Regions from separate parts of the Mus musculus genome. Here regions 1 and 3 are each linked to region 2. Evidence: chromatin contacts called from public promoter capture Hi-C data. All regions are on one chromosome and are shown on one strand. Each heading gives the region's core, a stretch centred on a gene start, on an enhancer-like site or on the middle of the called end of the contact. The rest is flanking DNA. Distances are from core to core; before and after follow the strand shown. Region 1 holds the start of Lrrc17 (leucine rich repeat containing 17). Region 2 holds the start of Orc5 (origin recognition complex, subunit 5). Region 3 holds the start of Fam185a (family with sequence similarity 185, member A).

Evidence for each region. Promoter capture Hi-C pulls out the DNA fragments that hold promoters and counts their contacts.
Region 1: a promoter capture Hi-C map of pre-B cells shows a contact between it and region 2, with 3 times the contacts expected there. The contact joins the promoter of Lrrc17 here to the promoter of Orc5 in region 2. A contact is called at or near these places in 3 of 39 promoter capture datasets (cranial neural crest, hippocampal neurons and pre-B cells).
Region 3: a promoter capture Hi-C map of pre-B cells shows a contact between it and region 2, with 6 times the contacts expected there. The contact joins the promoter of Fam185a here to the promoter of Orc5 in region 2. A contact is called at or near these places in 4 of 39 promoter capture datasets (cranial neural crest, hippocampal neurons, liver and 1 more), 1 of 484 Hi-C or Micro-C datasets (CD4 T cells) and 2 of 115 datasets of contacts at active chromatin or transcription factors (astrocytes and pancreatic cancer cells).

What each region holds. Positions count from the first base shown.
Region 1 is chr5:21,541,029-21,544,857 of GRCm38.p6, reverse strand. It overlaps Lrrc17 (leucine rich repeat containing 17), which reads right to left and starts at 1,331. Exons shown (of 4, transcript NM_028977.1): 1 at 1,139-1,331. Fbxl13 (F-box and leucine-rich repeat protein 13) reads left to right here. Exons shown (of 21, transcript NM_001199632.1): 12 at 1,069-1,198.
Region 2 is chr5:22,547,838-22,551,676 of GRCm38.p6, reverse strand. Orc5 (origin recognition complex, subunit 5) reads left to right here and starts at 1,339. Exons shown (of 14, transcript NM_011959.3): 1 at 1,339-1,485; 2 at 3,661-3,753. The coding sequence starts at 1,414. It overlaps 6030443J06Rik (RIKEN cDNA 6030443J06 gene), which reads right to left and starts at 1,264. Exons shown (of 3, transcript NR_102315.1): 1 at 1,205-1,264.
Region 3 is chr5:21,423,113-21,426,994 of GRCm38.p6, reverse strand. Fam185a (family with sequence similarity 185, member A) reads right to left here and starts at 2,092. Exons shown (of 8, transcript NM_177869.4): 1 at 1,419-2,092. The coding sequence starts at 1,827. It overlaps Ccdc146 (coiled-coil domain containing 146), which reads left to right and starts at 2,318. Exons shown (of 19, transcript NM_029195.1): 1 at 2,318-2,430.

The sequences.
Region 1 (3,829 bases), core at 82-2,581, 1.0 Mb after region 2:
TTTCACATTTATGTTAAGATAAACTTGCTTTGCAAGCATCAGGAGAGGTGGAGGGGCATTCTCTGCCTCCTTCTAGAGTACTCGATGGCCGCTAAGCTGTTGCAGACTCCAGACTAAGAGCGTATTGGTAGTTATTGCACAAGGAGGCAGCAAGAATCCTTACATTTTTAAAGAATGCCATGCTGAGGAGGGCTTAGAAGCTTGTCCACAGAGTGTCCTGAAAATGCCAGCCCTTACGTGGTGGAACAGACACATCCTAAACCAACCCATGCCCGCCCGGTCCCCTTTCTTCTGGAAGCTCTCATTTTGGTCATTGTGGTAATGGCATCTTTCCTGTTCCAACTCCAGTGAGATTGACAGCCTCCTGTGTAATTTTTATTTGTCTCAAGTGTTGCCCACTTAGCTACTCGATGTTCTTAGCCTATGTTTAACTCCTGAGTACATATCAGTCTGAACCGTTATTTTTAATTATCCTAAGGACATCATTACTCACAAAGCCATGCACGTTGAAATCTCTGGCTTTTAAATCATTTTTTTAATCAGACCCATTTTTTATTTGTCTCAAGTGTTGCCCACTTAGCTTGCTGCGTAAGGTTTTGTCTTCTTTCTGCCCTGATTCCTCACCATGATGGAACAGCTACTTTCCATAAAATGCTTATGAAATGTTTATCTTTCTCAACAGTTCATGTAGTAGTTTGGCAAAGGTAAGAGCTAAAAACTAGAGAGTAAACTCTAACTTGGGTTTCAGCAACAGACTTTCAAATAATATGCATGCAAGACTCCACCCACCCTCCAGCCAAGAAAAGTGTTACCCCATCAAGTTTCATGGAATCCTCCCAGATAGCCTTTCTTTCCCTTTGACATGCAGCCATGCATTATCTTCTCTATCACTGACACCCCCTTCACGTAACAGCAAGAGAGACTGCAGCTGTAAAACTGCCGAACATCTGCAAGCAGAGTGCACGATGAATACAGCTTTCGGTCTCTTTGTCATAGTGGCTCAAGAAAGACTTGAGAAAAGCTAAGTATTTGACTCTCCTTCCTCCCCTCTCTGCCCCATCGCCCCAGGTACTTCCACAACTTACAGAACCTCAGTCTGGCTTACTGCCGAAAGTTCACCGACAAAGGCTTACAGTACCTGAACTTGGGGAACGGATGCCACAAGCTCATCTATCTGGACCTTTCCGGCTGCACCCAGGTTTGCCTCCCAGTCTCAGTCTTCTCTGTCCTGCAGCAGGCGAGGACGTCCTCCCGAGAGCCAGCTGCATCCAGCCCTCATGTTGCACTAATGCTGTGCGTGGAGCACAGAACACTCTGCTGAGGTTTTAAATTACATGGCCACAGCTGCTTCAATTTTCTCCAGGATTGCTACTATAGGCGCCTGGCTTCTGTCCACAGGCGCGTCACATCAACAAACAGGCAGAGCTCATTGGATGATGAAACGGACCACTTCTGAGAACAGTTTGAGGGCAGAGTCCAAATCTCCAAAACTTTATAGAGCCACTAAGATACAAACAAATGGGGTGGGATACACAGGATTCCTGACAAGGCAGTTAGGTCCCCCGTGGGCTTTTCTCTGGGTAAAATGCTACAAGCAATAAATGTGAGAAATAGAAGTCCCACATAAAGGACCGTAAATGTTTAAAACTGCATTACATACATATCCTAAATATTACAAAGATGTGAGATTCGGGTGGGAAACTGTTTGAAGATGAAGGGACAGGGATTGGGGAAGTTGGGCAGGCAGTCATGTGAAATATATGGCATTCAGATGCACTCGCTACTTCTTCCACAGTTCCTTCTGCTATCTATAGTTTCCATAGACTTAAGCTATCCTTCCTGTGACCAATTTTCTCCCATTTCTTCGTGTCTCAATATTGATGTCTTCAGTAGTATACTATGTTCTTCATAATGCCACACAGGTGAGAGCTGGTTAAAATAAATGTCTAACCACAACCAGCTAGCTGTAGTTGCCAATGATTGAGCTGTTTTTGTGTTAGGTGAGACATCACTCTTTATACAGTGGATTCCTTGTGAGGGTTTTGTGCCCATTTACCAAAGTTCCAAGTGGTAGAATAAACCGGCCAGTTTTGCCTAGAAGCCTATGGTGTAGGTCACATGATAAGCACCTGGAGGCGGACACCACGGGGCAAGGAATTCTTATGCAGCTGCACTGTTCCCTGAACATGACTTCCTAGTGTTCTAGGTATGAGAGGTGAGAAGAGAAGACTTGTCTAAGGTTGAAATAAATGTACAGAATGGATACTTCCGTGAACTAGCGTGCAGACGTGCATTAGTACCAACCAGGACTTAAGTTGGAAGTACCCTTGTTTTCCTCATTGTGGCTGGATTTCTGATAGCTTTTTGACCTTGGCCATCTGATGTCTCTAAAGTACTTATTAAGAAAACCTGGGACTGTAGGAATTGTACATTCTTTCTCTGCTTTCCGTTGAGAGCAGCTGCTTTAAAAAGCTTTGTTATGGTTTTACAGCCTAGGAATGTCTTTCTCCCAGATCTGGGAGCTGTCCCTTTGACACAATCTCATCAAAGAGGATAGTGTCTCATCTGTGGGAGGGTAGAACACTACCTCAGATGAGACCCTAGGAAACACAGACCCCCCCTACCACAGAGAAAAGTGTTTCTAAGTACAGAGAGAAATTTGTGTGCTCAAAAAATTCCTCCAGCCAAACTTGCTAACTGTAAGTGTTTTAGCACTTTCCCTGCATCTCACCTTAAACAGTCTCCCACAGTAGGCCTTATGTTGTGTACATGCATATTGTGGCCACAACACACATAAACTTGTCTATGCACACACACAAACACATTCATGCCGCCCCACGTACACACATGAACAAACATGTACAAGCACACTCATTCCCATATATACTCATACATACACATGCACACATCTACACACATCTACACACACACACACACACACACACACACACACACACTCTCTCTCTTTCTCTCTCTCTCTCTCTCTAGGCAGTTATTAGCAGATACAGTAGAGTCCAAGTAAGATTCTGTGCTCTACTGCCAAACATACCTGATCTGTCATTGAAAACTGAGCTAATGTTTAAAATTGTAGGGTTTTCACACACACACACACACACACACACACACACACACACACACACACACACACACATACCTAGATTTAAAAAATAAGCGCAACCAAAGGCTAGAGATATTCATATTGTAGGGGGTGCACTCCACTATGGTAGCAGTGAACTGGAGCTGAGTCAGCCGTTTCCCTTTGAGCCGGGGCATGCTTGCATCTTCATTTGCAACCTGGCCTCTGTTTGATAATGTTCTTATGTATGTGTGATTATACAGACAGTGATCTCATCTAATGCATTGCCTGTGTGGCCTCAGTTGCTATTTAAATTTGGTCTGAATGTGTAAGAATAAGACTCTTGGGTTGGGAAGAAAGCTCACTCAGAAAGCCTTGCAAGTGTGACCTGACTTCAATCCTCAGAACCAAGATTAAAAACCAAACCAAATGCAGAGGTGCTAAAACGCTTCACTTGTAATCCCCTACCAGTGGGAGTCAGGGAGAGAGGATCCCTGGGACTTGCTGGGCAGCCAGCCTAGCTAACCTAGTCACAAGTAACCAACCTACAAGATGAGCGCCAGACCAGTAAGGCTCAAAAAACCAAAGCAGACAGCTGATGAAGAATGATACTCAAGACTGATCTCTGGACTCCACGATCACACACATGTGCACATGCACACACACACACACACACACACACACACACTTGAACATGTCCACAGGTGCATACACAAACACAAATGTACACATTCATAGATGCACACATATGCA
Region 2 (3,839 bases), core at 90-2,589:
TACAGTGAAAAAGAAAGAAAGAAAGAAAGAAAGAAAGAAAGAAAGAAAGAAAGAAAGAAAGAAAGAAAGCAAGCACCTTCAATAAATGGTGCTGGTCTAACTGGCAGTCTGTATGTAGAAGAATGAAAATAGATCCATATTTATCATCTTGCACAAACCTCAAGTCCAAGTGGATCAAGGATCTCAACATAAAACCGGATACATTGAGTCTAATAGAAGAGAAAGTGGGGAAGAGCCATGAACACGCTGGCATAGGGAAAATGTCCTGAATAGAACACCAGTGGCTCAGGCTCTAAGATCAAATATTGATAAATGGGACCTCATGAAACTGAAAAGCTTCTGTAAGGCAAAGGGCTCTATCAACAGGACCAAACAGCAGCCTACAGATTGGGAAAGGATTGTCACTAACTACTTATGGTAGAGGCTGTGGAGTAAGGGGAATACTTCTTCATTGCAGGTAGTAATTCAAACTTGTACAACCACTTTGGAACCAAAGTGTGTGTGTGTGTGTGTGGTAATTAGATTTCCTCCACAGGCAGTTGTATTGTTCAATAATACATAATGGGCCTCTTTCTAATATGGGTGCCGTGTTTTCCTTGTCTTTTTGCACTGTTTATGAAATCTATGTGTAGCAGACACTGCGTACATTATCTTTTATTCTTAAAAATACTCTACTATAGTCCTTATGTTCTATATAAGGAAGTTTATAAATAAACGGTTCAAAGATTCTCCCAACATCTCAAAATTCAGAAAAAGTTGAGTCAATGTTTCCAGACCAAATTTTTTTTTCAGGACCCAAAGCCCTCTCTTTGGACACGAATTTTCTTATTCCTATACATTCTTTCATTTCAAGGCTTTTCTTCTTCCAGGTGTCCTATAAATGTGCAAGGACAACGTTAATTTTACTGATTACCCTCACTAACACTCGAATACTTCCACATCTAGTTTCAAGCTTGCAAAGACAAACAAATGATTTTATTTAGTTAGTTCCACAGAGTTCCCATTGTCCACTTTCTTGCCAGAGGAAAACCAATTTTTTTTTAAAGAATACTCGTTTCTGTCGGTACTTTTATGTGTGCGGCTTTCTGGAGGGAACTGAAGACACAGAAGGTGGGCGGTGAGGTGCCCCCAGGTCGCCCTTCAGCTTGTGTAAGGGTTTCAGGCTGGAAAGCTCAGGCCAGAGTGGGAAGCGATAACCACTTACCAGTAACCGACCACTGAGCACCGCCGCCTGGAGACTAGAGCGGCCCACGTTGTCGCGCGGCTCCCTGACGTCACTCGACCGCGCTGGCTCCGCCCCCAGCCCAGGCTTCCGGCCGGAAAGCTTGCGGTTGTTCTACGTGAACCACGCCTGAGTGGCGCAGGGCTGACCGGAGGCCAACTGCTCTGCAGTATCAGGTGGTGCCCGCCAAAATGTCTCACTTGGAGAGCATGGTCCTCTGTCGAGAGGCCCAAGTGTCCACTTTGCAGTCCCTGTTTGGAGAGGTATTGTAGTCAGACTGCTTCCCAAATGCCAGAGGCGAATGCGTCCTGGATCCGTTCCGTTTGGGGGGAGTACTGTGTGGATTGCGAGGCGGTAGGCTATCCCCCTTATGTTAAGATGGAGGTGCGGTATGACTGCCCCACACTTACCCAAAGAAACTTCTCAGTCTATTTTAAAGGAGACTGCAGAGGAAGAGCTGGCCTGCTCTACAGGACGTCGGCTAGGAAGTGCTCCTTTTACTTGGACCACACTTTGGAGATTATGTGAGCCCCAAATAGCTACTGCAAGTTGCTGCAGAACAGGGTTTGGGTAGGAAGTCTGTTTGCAGAGTGTTTACTAAACGCCAGTTCGCCCGTTGTAGTGAGGTATAGATTGGGTCAAATACAGAGAGGTGATTGGCTTCAAGGCCAATTAGGGTAACGCTGTGGTTTAGCCTTTAAAATCCTTCAGCTTTTCTAGAATTATAAAAGCCAGGAGAAGTCTCGCTTGGGTTTCTCTCCCTGCCGACCAGATGAGATGATTTAGAGGGGAGAGGTTAGCCTCTGAAGTGAACACAGGCTGAAGTAACATTCATTTCTCTCAGTTGCCTTGCATTGTGCTCATTAATTAGAATTGATTGCACTTGGATCTTATCTGGGAGATGAGCAAATACAAATAGCCATTTAGTCTTCCTTTAGAAATGTACTTTCATCCAGCAGAGTGTCGGATCCAGTGCGTCTGTGGTGGCAGATGAAATAGTCATGGAAAAGTACTTCCCTCCATCTAAAAGGCGTCATGTTAGCAATTCTAGAGGTCAGCTGCATCTGTAGTTCCTAGTTATAATGCTTTCAGTTATAGTTACCTATATTATTGAAATGTATAATTGTTTATGCTCTGTACATTCCTTCATTGGACTTGATAAACCCAGATTATTCTAACCAAAAGTACTCCTCTTTTTTTGAGGAATACTTTATTAGCAAAATAAGATAGGTAGGGCTGATTTAGCAGTGGGTCCCAGAAAAGGCTTCACCTTTGCTCTTATTTAATACTACATCTAACAAAAACAATATTTTTCTTCAAGGAAGTTTGCATGTGGGAAATACAAAGAACCACTATAGCAAATAGCTACAGAAGAAAAAAGAGCTAGCTATGCTCGTAGAAGACTAATTTATATGTTTAGCAAGTGTGTATTTTCTGAGCACTGGCTCTGTGTGTGGCACTGTGCCAGATTCAGTCTTGTGGCACATGTTGGGGAAAAGTTAAGTGACAGTGGAGTCAGAGTTCATTTCAACTCTAGGTGACAATGTGAACGTTGTTTAAAAGGGGAGCATGCTGGTTAGTTTTGCCCTCGTGGGAAGAGAGAACATAACTGAAAACAAATATGCCTCCAACAGATAGTCAGTAGGCAAGTCTGTAGGACATTTTCTTGATTAATGATTGATGTGGGAGGGCCCAGCCCACTGGGAATGGTACAACTCCAGGGAAGAAAGCAAGCTGAGTAAGTCATTAAGACACCTTCCTCCGTGGCCTCTGCTTCAGTTTCTGCTTCTAGGTTCTTGCCTGGAATTCCTGCCCCAACTTTCCTTCATGATGAACTATAACCGTCAAGCTGAAGTAAACCCTTTCCTCCACAGGACGCCTCTGAGCATGCTATTAATCACGGCAATGGAAGCTTGTATGGGCAGGGAATACTGTAGTAGGCTCCAAAGAGTAGATGTATACAAGTGTGATGGGATTCCAGATTTCATCTAGCTTTGGAAAGAAAGAAAAACAAAAAGTCATGAGCTTCCTTTTTGCTTATGAAATGATACCTGAAATTATTTTAAAAATTTATGTCTCCCCAGTAGATGTTTGAAGCCATCAGAGTCTACCCTGTTTGACACTGGTATCTGTGCTGCTCAGTCGCTTATAATTTTATAGGATAATTCCATAAGGGGACACACGTTGAGTTGAATTTAAGTTCAACTTAAAGTATTAGGCACACGCCTTTAATCCCAGCACTCGGGAGGCAGAGGCAGGCGGATATCTGAGTTCGAGGCCAGCCTGGTCTACAAAGTGAGTTCCAGGACAGCCAGGAACTACAGGGCTACACAGAGAAACCCTGTCTCAAAAAACCAAATAATAATAATAAAAAAAAGAATATGTATATACCACTGAAATAACTTGGATTTAGTGTTATCCTGTCTTTTCTTTCTTAGAGACATCATTTCAGCTTTCCGTCCATCTTTATTTATGGACACACTGCCAGTGGGAAGACCTATGTAACACAAACATTGTTGAAAACTTTAGAGGTAAGAATAACCCTAACCCTGATGTGGACCTTTATTCTTACGTCACTAGAGACGGAATGAATCGAGACAATTTATTTCACCACCCA
Region 3 (3,882 bases), core at 843-3,342, 1.1 Mb after region 2:
AATTATGTTCCCCAAAGCGCGTTGTTGGGACCCACTGCCACAACTTTAATCATTACAGTATAAGTGCCCTCCACTGCTTGGCACTGGGTTAAATCAGCAACATGCACTGAGAGGAACTGAGAGTGCATGAAAGCCATGCACTGACACAAGCAGAACTGCCTGCCCACCTGAGCCTTGTCATATGGCAGGAAACAAGGCAGAGCTGACAACTATACAGGTAAGCGAAGGGATGCTAAACACACTCTGTTGCTGGGAAGGAGGGCGGGGAATTAAGGTTAACACAGGAGTAGTAATGGGACATCCACTGGGACACTCTATCACAAGCTGGAGGAACAACTATCAATAAAATCAGCGATGTAGATTTGAGGGGCCTATGGAATCGAGGCAGTACCCTGAAAATAAGCCCCTGGCTTTAAAAAGAAGCAGTGAGGTAATTTGGGATCGCTGGGAGAGGTAATACCCATCTCAGAGAGGCTGTTTTAAGTTTTGCCTCTCTCTCCTTTGACTCCCATTTTATTCTGCACTGTGGTAAAGCCCCACCGGCACTTCAGAGTATTAAAATTTGGAGGCACTGTCTCTTATTCATTTAGGCTAGTTAGAAGTTGAGAAGCAACGAAGCCTAACAGCTCACATCCTAGCCCTGCCTACTTGTATTTAAGGTGGAAAGACACCTAAGGAAGCAAATTTCATAATGTCACCACGCACGGGGCCTTTGTTTGTTCAGTCACAGTATGTATCTTATACTTCCTTTACTTCAATGTCCTCATCTGAAACGGTGACAAAAGCATCCACCCTACCGAGCAACTGTGAGGGTTAATATAAAATAATTTTAGAAGAGGTAAACGGTGCTATTGCTATCATCAGCAACACCATCCTTCAGTTCCAGGAAGAATGAGAGCCCCAGAACCCTTTCTAGAAAAGTATGTGTGCTCAGCGGTTTGCATCTGGGAAATAAAATAACGGGACTCAGATGCCTAAGAAATACGTTTTGCAGGTACTATTATGAATTTCCCCAGACAGTCTTAACTATGTGTCTTGCTTCAAAGTTTGTATTCGCAGAGAATTTACTTATGCCTAAATGAATAGACATCTACCAACCTGGGTACCTGTTGGAAAGCAAGGTTTTTTGTTCGTTTGTTTTTGTTTTTGTTTTTCTAGATTAGCTGGAAGCATCTATACATAGAGCTGACGAGGGACCAGAGCCCCGAGATGTGGGCTACCAAACCACTGGATAGTTATCAAGAAACCTCAACCCTGAACGATGCTAATGACTGTGATGCTAATGGCTCCACAATGTAATTAGACTCAGATTATTCCAATACAAGCTTCCACTCGGCTTTAATTTTCCTCCTTAATTGGAAACCCAACGCTTAAACACTATTAGTTTTGTGACCCAAACCCTTTTTCACTTCACTTGCCAAATTTGACGGGCGCGTTCACCTCCACCGACGCCTGGGGGTCGATGTCGTCCGACAGAATGGCCATCTCCTGCCGATCAGCATCATACTTGACCTGCAGGCTGTCCAGGCCGCGCGCCACGTGCTCCACGCCGCACACCGCCACCTGCACGCGGTCGCCATCCGGGTGCGCAAGGGGATCCAGGGGCCTCACGGCCAGGTGGCAAGGGAGCCGCGCCCTCAGTCGCCCAAACGGGCTCACCTGCAGCGTCCACTCCCTCAGAGCCCCACGCGCCAGGCCGGCCCCAGAGTCATCGGGCGCTGATCCCTGCCGCTGCGCCCCACTGGAGCCGCAAGTCCGAGCCCCGAGAGCTCCGACCAAGGCGCCCGCCCGCACTCGGGACGCGCAAGGAGGGAGGCGGCCGAACATGCTCTCCCTTGGAACGCTTCAGCCTTGGCTCGCTGGTCCCGGGACCACAAGAACCACGAGCTGCCTCGGGTCAGTCACGAAGGGGACAGCATGCACGGCTCCGCCAAGGAAGAACGAGCCAGGCCCCCAGCACAGTACTTAACGCCTTAAATCCCGGTAGGAAAGTTAAAACTTCAAAGAGCCTAGTTGAAACCCTGACCTGGACAAGTCACCTATTTCCGCCCCTTTGGCGGAGGCCATCGGGATATGTAGTTTTAAAGGAGCCAAACATCAAGGTGTTCTGGTAACTGTGAAACTACATATCCCAGGAGACAGTGCGCTGAATACACAGACTGACAGCCGATTGGTAGAGGAGCCCCCGCTCCCCCCTCGTTGCTTTCCCGTTGCTTCAAGCCCATTGGCCAAGAGAGCAGAGAAAGAAAAAAAGTTAATGTAACTGACCAATAGGAAGAGTAGAAGGGACGGGATAAACTCAGCTGTGGTTACTTTGGATACCAAGGACGCGACTCTTAGGAGAGGGTGAAGTTTTGAAGTGAGACCCCAGGGACCAAAACACACGGAGAAAAATAAGAGTTTAAACAAGGATCAGGACCAAAAGAAAGGGTAAGAAACAGCATGTTTATAGATGGGAATCAGATTCAAAGTTAGGAATACTTTCTTTAGGTAGTTAGAACCAAAGGTCACCAAACTAATGTGGATTCCCTGGGAATAGAGAATCCCCCTCACAAGAGACCTTAGCATGAGAGGACAGACACGTTCTGTTGCTTTCTCCCTTCTCTGTCCTTTAAGGGAACTCCCACTTAGGTAAAAAATACTAGATAGAAAAAGTGTTAGAAGCCAGGTATGGTGGCGCACGCCTTTAGTCCCAGCACTCAGGAGACAGAGGCAGGTGGATTTCTGAGTTCGAGGCCAGCCTGGTCTACAGAGTGAGTTCCAGGACAGCCTGGGCTATACAGAGAAACCCTGTCTCGAAAAAGAAAAAAGAAAAAAAAGGAAAAGAAAAAGTGTTAGAATTCTGGCTCTTTCTTAACTGTAAGTAGTAATCTTAGGCCAGTCATTGGATGCCTTTGGGTTTTACTATTTGCTTATAAAATGATGACACTATCTTCCTTGTCTTGTGTAGAAGTTTTTTTTTTCGTTTTTACCACATTTATCAAATGAAACAATGGACAACAAAGCAGTGCACAGTATACAAAACAAAGTATTTTAGGAATGGCATATGTCTACGTTGCTAAGAGATTTGGAGACATTTGAACTTGGTTAGAGGACAGTCTTGATCTCTTTCCCTGCAACTGGTCCTTGGCCTTAATGGTAAAATAAAATCTCTCTCTCTCTCTCTCTCTCTCTCTCTCTCTCTCTCTCTCTCTCTGGATCATAAGACTTGTTAGGGGATGTCAGAATTTTTTCCTGGTCCTGTTGTATTATCTATGGCACAAGAAATGTTTCTTCAGTTTTGATATAAGACAGACTGTGCTAAATAACTCTATAAGTTAACTCTTTTTTTTATTATTCAGTAGGCAGTAAAGATAATGGGAAATGGGGGGTGTGGACATTATTTCAGCCATATTTGCCTATTCTTCTCCCCATTCTACAAATAATTCCCTAAATTCCTTACATACAGATTTAACTAATTGCAAGTCCAGTGTGATGGTGTTCACTTGTAAGTTTTCAGAGTTTGGGAAGCTGAAGCAGAAAGATCTCAAATCTGAGGCCCACCTGGACTATATACGGAGAACGTTGTGACAAATAAAATACACAATAAGTAAATAAAATGATACCTTTAAAGATCAAAACTCTCAGCCAAATATGGGACCCCAATTCTTTGAACCTGAAGTGACAGATGGATAGATAGACTAGGCTAAAGTCCTCCCCAGCGTCCATGTTGTTCTCTTAGTGAAGACTATGGTAGTGGTGGTGGCAGTGACAGCCCTGCCCTGCTGTCAGCCATCTGAGAAGAAGGCCCCTATCCTTGAGGACCTCCACCAAGGTGAAACCTGTCCTTGACTTTGCTGGAAAAAAAATGTTGGGAGAAGCTAATGTGAAAGAGGGTTGATT